Linked DNA regions of Sus scrofa: region 2 is linked to region 1. Evidence: chromatin contacts called from public Hi-C data. All regions are on one chromosome and are shown on one strand. The core of a region is the stretch at or near the end of the contact, and the rest is flanking DNA. Distances in the headings are between cores, read along the strand shown.

Region 1 (3,775 bases), core at 173-2,672:
CAGATAGTTATAGCCTCTTTTTTAAGTACAATCTGTTTCCTATATACTTACATACTTCTGCTGTGATTTAAGTGTCTCTCTCCCCTACCTATGAACTTCTTGAAACCAACATCAATTTCTTATTCATCCCCAAATCCCCGATACCTAAGAAAAGTACATAACACTCAGAAAGTGTTCAATGTTAAAATGAATAAATCCTGTATAACAGTCCAAACTGATTCCAAACTCTGAGATCATTCCACTATATCTCACTTCCTCCCCTATCCCCAAATAAGCATCAACTGCTTCTGATCAGGTAGCATAGCTATTTTATAAATAGAAGTTAATGATGAACACAATTCAAAGATGCTTTTCTTCTAACCCCAAATACTGTTCATTCAGAGAGGCATTTCAATAAGTTTCAACGAGTTGGGGTTTTTTGCTTTTTTGGGGGGGCCGCACCCACAGCATATAGGGGTTCCCAAGCTAGGGGTCTACTTGAAGCTGCAGCTGGAGCCTATGACACAGCCACAGCAACGTGGGATCCAAGCCGGATCTGTGACCTACACCACAGCTCATGACAATGCCGGATCCTTAACCCACTAAGTGAGGCCAGGGATCTTACACTCACCTTCATAGATACTAGTTAGATTCGTTTCAGGTGAGCCACAATGGGAACTCCTCAGTAAGTTTTTAATTACCTTTACGGGATACATACTCTCCTCCTATCCAACTTATCTGTGGCCTGAGCTCACACCAGAAAAGCTACCCTGACTCCGCAGTCCCCTCCCTGGGAACTCACACTTCAGAGGGATCTCTCTTTCATGCACAACGGTGAAGGGCAGCTTCTCCTGGTCGTCCAATGGCACTGACTCCTGGGTAAACACGACAGTGACGGGCACCATGAGCCGGAGCTGCAAGAAGAAGCAGCAAGGTCATCAGCTGAGTCTCTACCTTGCCGGTGGGCTGTCGCCTGACCCACCACCACCGAGGTTTTACCTGCAAGGAATTCAGCCCACTGATCTCAGAGTAAGGCAACGAGGCCCGATAGGTCTCCGTGGTCTTCCACCAGAGCGGCAGCCCCAGCACGATGGCCACCGCAGCGAAGAAGAGTGCGGCGCGCTTGCCGCGGACCACCTCTGGGAGTACGAGGAGATCCACTGAGGCGCCAGAAGTGGGCTCAGGTGCCGGCCCACACCCGACGCGGAGGAGCCCCAGGTACTCCGAGCCTCTCCACCTGCTTTCCCAGGGATTCCTGTGCGAGGGGCCGGGGCCCGTAGCTGATGAGATCCTGTCTGAGGCGAACCCCGACCCCCAGTCCGAGGGATCTCTGGCACACCACATTCCCCACCCCCGCATCCGCGAGCCACAGCCCCCCACCCGAACGCTACCGCACCTAAGTCCGTAGCCGCAGCCCCGGCGGCCGCCATGCCTCCTTCCGATTGCTCCGGCAGCCGAGGGGCGGTGCTGTGTAGGCCTCCCCCAGTCGGGAACCCGAGAGGAGGAGGCGTGCCCACGGCAGGATCGCGGCCAATCACGAGCGGCACTCCTTACGCGCAAGCGGGAGAAAACCCAGCGAGGGGTAGGCGGGGCCTACGCAGAGCCTTTTGCAGAGTTTGAAAGGTTGCTCCCGCGCCTAGGGGTGGCCGAGGAATTGTAAAGGTTTCAGCGTTGCTGGAAGACGCTTGATTTGTACCCCTTTTCCTTGTGGAACTCACTCCTAGCCCCAGGGATTAAAAGCGTAAACGCTGCAGTCGTTAAATAATAGCTGGGCAACCACGGGAAGCTCTAAGCCTGGGTTTTCCCTTTTGGAAAGTGAGGAAATACCCCTCCCGTGGCTCAGCGGAAACGAACCTGACTAGCATCCTTGAGGACTCAAATTCAATCCCTGGCCTCTGTCAGTGGGTTAAAGACCCCGCGTTGCCGTGAGCTGTGGTGTAGATCACAGATGCGGCTGGGATCTGACGTTGTGGCTGTAGTGCAGGCCGGCGGCTACAGCTGGGATTTGACCCCTAGCCTGGGAACTTCCATATGGGGCGAGGATAGCCCTAAAAAGAAAAAAAAAGAAAAATGGAGATACTAAAATGTGATCATTCATGTAAAGTGCCTGGCACAAGAAAGCACTCAAAAGTCACCTATCACGATCATTATAATCCCTATCATGGAGCTCCTCTAGCAACTTTTTAGCACATTTGGCTCATTCAACATTTTAAAATTCATTTGAATTCATTTCCAACTTGTTAAAGTCTGAATACTTCACTTAAAACCTTTGAAAATTCATGAGCACAGACTCAGTACTGATCACTTGGGTTCAAATCCTAGATTTACTTTACCTGGGTGAACTTGAGAAGTTAACCTCTCTGTGCCCGTTTCCCCATATTACAAGAGAGGTAGTAGGAGTTCCCACTGTGGACCAACAGGATCCGGGGCATCTCTGCAGCACCAGGATGAGGATTCCATCCCTAGCCAGGCACAGTGGGTTAAAGGATCTGGCATTGCTGCAGCTGCTGCCTGTGGCGAAACTGCACAGCTCAGATCTGATCCCTGGCCTGGGAACTCTATGTGCAGCCAGATGGCCAAAAGAGAAAAAAAAAAAAAAAAAAAAAAAGAAGGAGTTCCTGTTGTGGCTCAGTGGTTAACAAATCCGACTAAGAACCATGAGGTTGCGGGTTCGATCCCTGGCCTCGCTCAGTGGGTTAAGGTTCTGGCATTGCCCTGAGCTGTGGTGTAGGTCGCAGATGTGGCTTGGATCCCGCATTCCCGCATTGCTATGGCTCTGGCGTAGGTCTGTGGCTACAGCTCGGATTAGACCCCTAGCCTGGGAACCTCCATATGCCACGGGTGCGGCCCAAGAAAATACAAAAAAAAAAAAAAAAAAAAGGAGAAATAAAAGTAGGGGTAGAAATAATATCTACTTTATATAGAATTGTTATATAAATGAGTTAACAAATGTAAAGTGATTAGAATAGGGCCTGGCAGGAGAGTGCTATGTGTTAGCTATTTTTGTTAATGTAAGATCAGGCCATTACTGGGCCTACATTTCCTTATTGCAAATAATTATCTGGGTGAAGCATTGGTTGTGCACTTTACATAGAGCATGACCTCCCCAGTTCACACAGAACACACTCAACTCAAAGCTTCTCATCTTTTCATCTGCTCAGATAGAGCCAGGTGCCGAACCTACTACACCCAAGCCCCAGCCAAGTTCAGCCTGAGACCTCACCAGGTCTGCTCTTGCCCACTGGCTCTTAAACTGGCTCCCTCGGTGCCTCCATCTATCACAAATAAGAGTGGACAATAGCCCTTGGCAACCTCTTAGATATCCTGCTGGGTCTGGCAGTGCTGAGCCTTGGAGATTTTCCCTGTTGGGCCTAAGCCCGGGTACTCCTCCTCCAGCGGCTCCCCTAGCACCCTGTGTCAAGCCCCAGCAGGGCTCAACACAGCAAGTGGGAGACTCCCATCCCCTTAACCCCATTTTGGGCCTTGCGCAAAAGCTGCTTTCAGAAGTTGCTTGAGTCTTGCCTCACTCCATCCTCCTGCGGCTGCAGCCAAGTGCCTCTGAAGTGGCAGGTTCTAAAAGCCTTGCAGCCCTCCATCCTGCCCTGGTCCAGCCCTGGACATCAAGAGGCAAGAGTCTGAGCTGGGAAGAGTGACTGGGTGAGCCCAGTAAAACTCAAAACCCACCATCTCCACCTCCACGGTCAGAGGGGGCTCAGAGACAGAGTTGGTGGAGATCAGAAACTGGGAGGTTGGGAACTGGATGTGTAAAACAGACAGACAAAGTAGCATGTTTTGC
Region 2 (3,504 bases), core at 454-2,953, 300 kb after region 1:
GGTCTCTACAAGGACGAGAGCGGAGATTTTGTCTCCTTGGCCCAGAGTCTGGGCTTCTAGAAAGAAACTCCACAAGCAAAACCAAGTGCAGTGTGGCTCAGATTGGGGTTTCTACAAGCTTCTCTAGGGGTGGGGGCTGGGAGACTGGCCCAGGTCTTTTGTTTTTGTTTTTATGGCTGTACCCAAGGCATATGGAAGTTCTCTGGCCAGGGATTGAATCCAAGTCACAGCTGCGACCTATGCCACAGCTGCAGCAATGCTGGATCCTTAAACCCACTGTGCCTGGATGGGGCTCTAACCTGTGCCTCCACAGCGACTTGGGTGGCATTCTTGACCCATTGCACCAAGGCAGGCGGGAACCCCTGGCCCAGGTCTTACAGAGGTGTAGGTTTGGCCTCAGTGCTCTCTGGGGGTCTCCCTAGTGACCTTACGGCTAGCTCTGGTTTTCAGGGAGGTAAAGAATCTTAAATTCCCCCACAGGGGTAAGGTCTTAGTGAGGGAGAGTGGGGATTTCCTGTCCCAGGGAAATCAATTTTGAGATCCACACTGAGCCAGAGGCCATGTTCTGGGGTGAAAGTTTCCAATGGATTCATCACACCTCTCAAAGGTGGACAGCTTCCTGCCCTGGCCCAGCACACCCTCTTCTGCTCAATTCTAGAGCCAGCCCTAACGACTCTGTGCACAGGCGGAGAATCCACACTGACAGTGGGAAGTAAAGACAGGAGGGATTCCTGCAGCTACAGGCCTCCAAGCTGTCAGGAAACAGGCCCTCTCCCCAGCACCTGTGAGCTTGGGCTGCACAAATTGATGGCTTGAAAGGCTCCAGCCTCTTCCTCAAATTCCCAAATATACAACATACACAGCAGCCTTAGGACAAGATCCCTCTCATCTCCCCAATACTGCAGTCCCCCGGCCCCACCTAAGCTCACAGAAATTCTGGAGCCTGCAGCATTTTGCAACCTGAGCGACACAGCCCAGAGCCCGGTTTCGCAACCTGTAGAGGCCGCACCCGCGTTTCCCAGGCGGGCAGTGCCAATAAACCAGCACGCCCCAGCCTGCTGGGAATTAACGGGTCTGTGCCCAGATGGGCACCTGCCTTCCAAGGCTGCGTGACCCACCCTAGTCCCGGGCGCTGGCATCCAGCCAAACTGTGTTCCCGGAACCCCAAGGCTTCAGTTCAGGACCCCCTAGGCCACAGGGGCGACCCTGCTAGGGGAGGAGACGAAGGAAGGAGGGAATAAACACCGGCAAACACGCAGCGGGGGAAGGCGGGGGGAGAGCCCGGCGAGTGCCCGAGAACGCGGGGCAGGAAGGTGGAGCACAGGGGTCCCTCCTGAAAGGGTCTCAGGTGCGGCCCGGGAAGCCGCGGACTCAGGCCCCACCTCCCGCGCTGCCCCCCACCCGCGGAGCCCCTCCCCGTCCGCTGCCCAGCCCGGTCCCCGCCCTCCCGGGCACGGCCCCCCGCCCCAAACGTCTCCGGCCCCCCTCCCCCGCCGCCCCCTCACCTGAAACCACCAGCGCCTCGTTGGGCCCCACCGTGTGGCAATTGCCCATGGCGCCGGAGGGACGGAGGGCCCTCGGGGGGCCGCCGAGACCTGGACAGCAGCAGCGGGCCCGCACCGCCGGCCGCGCCCAGCCTATCCCGCCACCCCCAGCGGCCGCCCGCCGGCGCCCCTCCGCGGCCGCAGCCTCGCCGGAAGTGTGGCGGCGGAGGGCGGGGCCGGCGTGTGGAGGGAGGCGGCCCGAGCCAGGCTGTCAACACGCTCGATTTTAATTTTCAAAGTATTTGGCCCAGCCTGCCCGGCCTGTGGAAGTTCCCAGGCCAGAGATCGAACCCGGGTCGCAGCAGTGACAACGCAGGATCCTTAACCTGCTGTGCCATCAGGGAGCTCTTCAAGTGGTTGTATTACACAGAGCTGGCATCGTGGGGGCTCGGCCCTCAAGCAGTCCTGAAGGCGTTCCTTGGGGAGCCTGGATAACAACTGCCACGCCCCGCCTCGCCTCCCAGCACCCACCTTACAGGGGTGGGCCCTGGAGTCAGCCCGCCTGGGCCTGGGCTCCGATCTCAGTCCCTGCTCTTTCTAGCGGAGATCCGGAACGAGTTCCCTCTCTGGCTGCCTAGTCCCGCCTCTGGAAAGTGGGAATAATGTAACTAGGTGATCGCAAAGGGCACAACTGAACAATTCTCCATACTGATGGTGCATCAGATTAAAAATGCCCAGGCCTCCATCATCCAGGGCTGAGTGTTCCTCAGGGTAGAGCCTGGAGATAAGAAATTCAAATTCCTGAGGAGCAGCATCTGGCACAACCGCCCCCCCTCCCCGCCCCCCGGGCTTACTGTCACTCTCAGGAAGAAATCATCACCCTTTATTTCCTTCAACCAGGAAAAGAGCTCTCCAGGACATATACCTTGAAGCCCCCACAAAGTGACCATGGAGGTAAAAATCTCAACCACCTCAGTGTCCAGTGCATGACCATAGCCTGGTACATGGCTAAGGCTTTCAAGGATCACCCAGAGCCTTAGAAAGCTTCCCAGCCCGGAGGTTAGGAGGCTTGGGGCTCTGGTTCAGCTTTAACTGGAATTCGGCGTGTGACCTTGGACAAGTCTGGTGAACTCTGAGGGCTGGTGTAGGGTTCAGAAGCTGCGGGCTCCTCAGGGTGGGGGCTGCTCAGAGAAGATGGGACTCCTGGGTCCACAGGCTGGGGCTCTTCATCAGATTCAGCATCTTCCCCTGGCTCAAGCCCTGCCAGCCTTTTGCTGGCCTCCCACAGCCGATGGGCTGCCCGGTCGTCTCTGGCGGCTGGGGGCACCTCTTCCACATGGCAGTTGGCAAAGTATCTCCCACTGAGGGGCTCAATGCCCTCCTGCAGAGCGCAGTACAGAGGTGTCTGGGCACCCCCTCGTGGTGCCCGCAGCACCAGCCAAGCCAGTGGGCACAAAAGTGGGCGTAGCCATCTGGGAACGTGGCGTAGGAACAACTCTGAGTTGACGGGACCTGGGAACAGGAAGAAAGGAAGGAGAGGGAGAAGAGTGGGTAAGGGCTCATGGTAAAAGCAGCAAGAACAGGGTTAGAAGGGAGGAGGGAACAGAGTCCAATTCCAGGGGAACCAGGGTAAGATTTACCAGGCATTCAGGGCCCCACAAGCCAAGCTAACTCATTTCTTTTTCTTTTTTTTTTTTTTTTTTTTTTGTCTTTTTAGGGCCACACCTGTGGCATAAGGAAGTTCCCAGACTAGGGGTCAAATTGGAGCCACAGCAACTGCCAGATCCACGCCTCAACTGCAACCTACACCACAACTCATGGCAACGCAGGATCCCTAACCCACTGAGCAAGGCCAGGAATCGAACCTGCATCCTCATGGATTCTAGTTGAGTTCCTTAACTGCTAAGCCACAATAGGAACTCCCAACATAACTCATTTCTAACAGCAAGCTGCCTCTTCTCCGTCCAAACTCCTTATAAATCCTCATCTTCCAGATTTTGATTATGCTGTGTCTCTAGCC

Evidence for each region. Hi-C and Micro-C count contacts between places; a contact is called where the count stands out from the background.
Region 2: a Hi-C map of liver shows a contact between it and region 1, with 1.8 times the contacts expected there. The contact joins the promoter of FLOT2 here to the promoter of PIGS in region 1. A contact is called at or near these places in 1 of 5 promoter capture datasets (fetal liver) and 1 of 47 Hi-C or Micro-C datasets (liver).

The regions. Positions count from the first base shown.
Region 1 is chr12:44,819,611-44,823,385 of Sscrofa11.1, forward strand. PIGS (phosphatidylinositol glycan anchor biosynthesis class S) reads right to left here and starts at 1,423. Exons shown (of 12, transcript NM_001244339.1): 1 at 1,376-1,423; 2 at 979-1,118; 3 at 782-893. The coding sequence starts at 1,409. ALDOC (aldolase, fructose-bisphosphate C) reads right to left here. Exons shown (of 9, transcript NM_001243928.1): 9 at 3,766-3,775.
Region 2 is chr12:45,118,800-45,122,303 of Sscrofa11.1, forward strand. FLOT2 (flotillin-2) reads right to left here and starts at 1,704. Exons shown (of 11, transcript XM_021067496.1): 1 at 1,506-1,704. The coding sequence starts at 1,554. It overlaps DHRS13 (dehydrogenase/reductase SDR family member 13), which reads right to left. Exons shown (of 5, transcript XM_021067495.1): 5 at 2,347-2,996. The coding sequence ends at 2,545.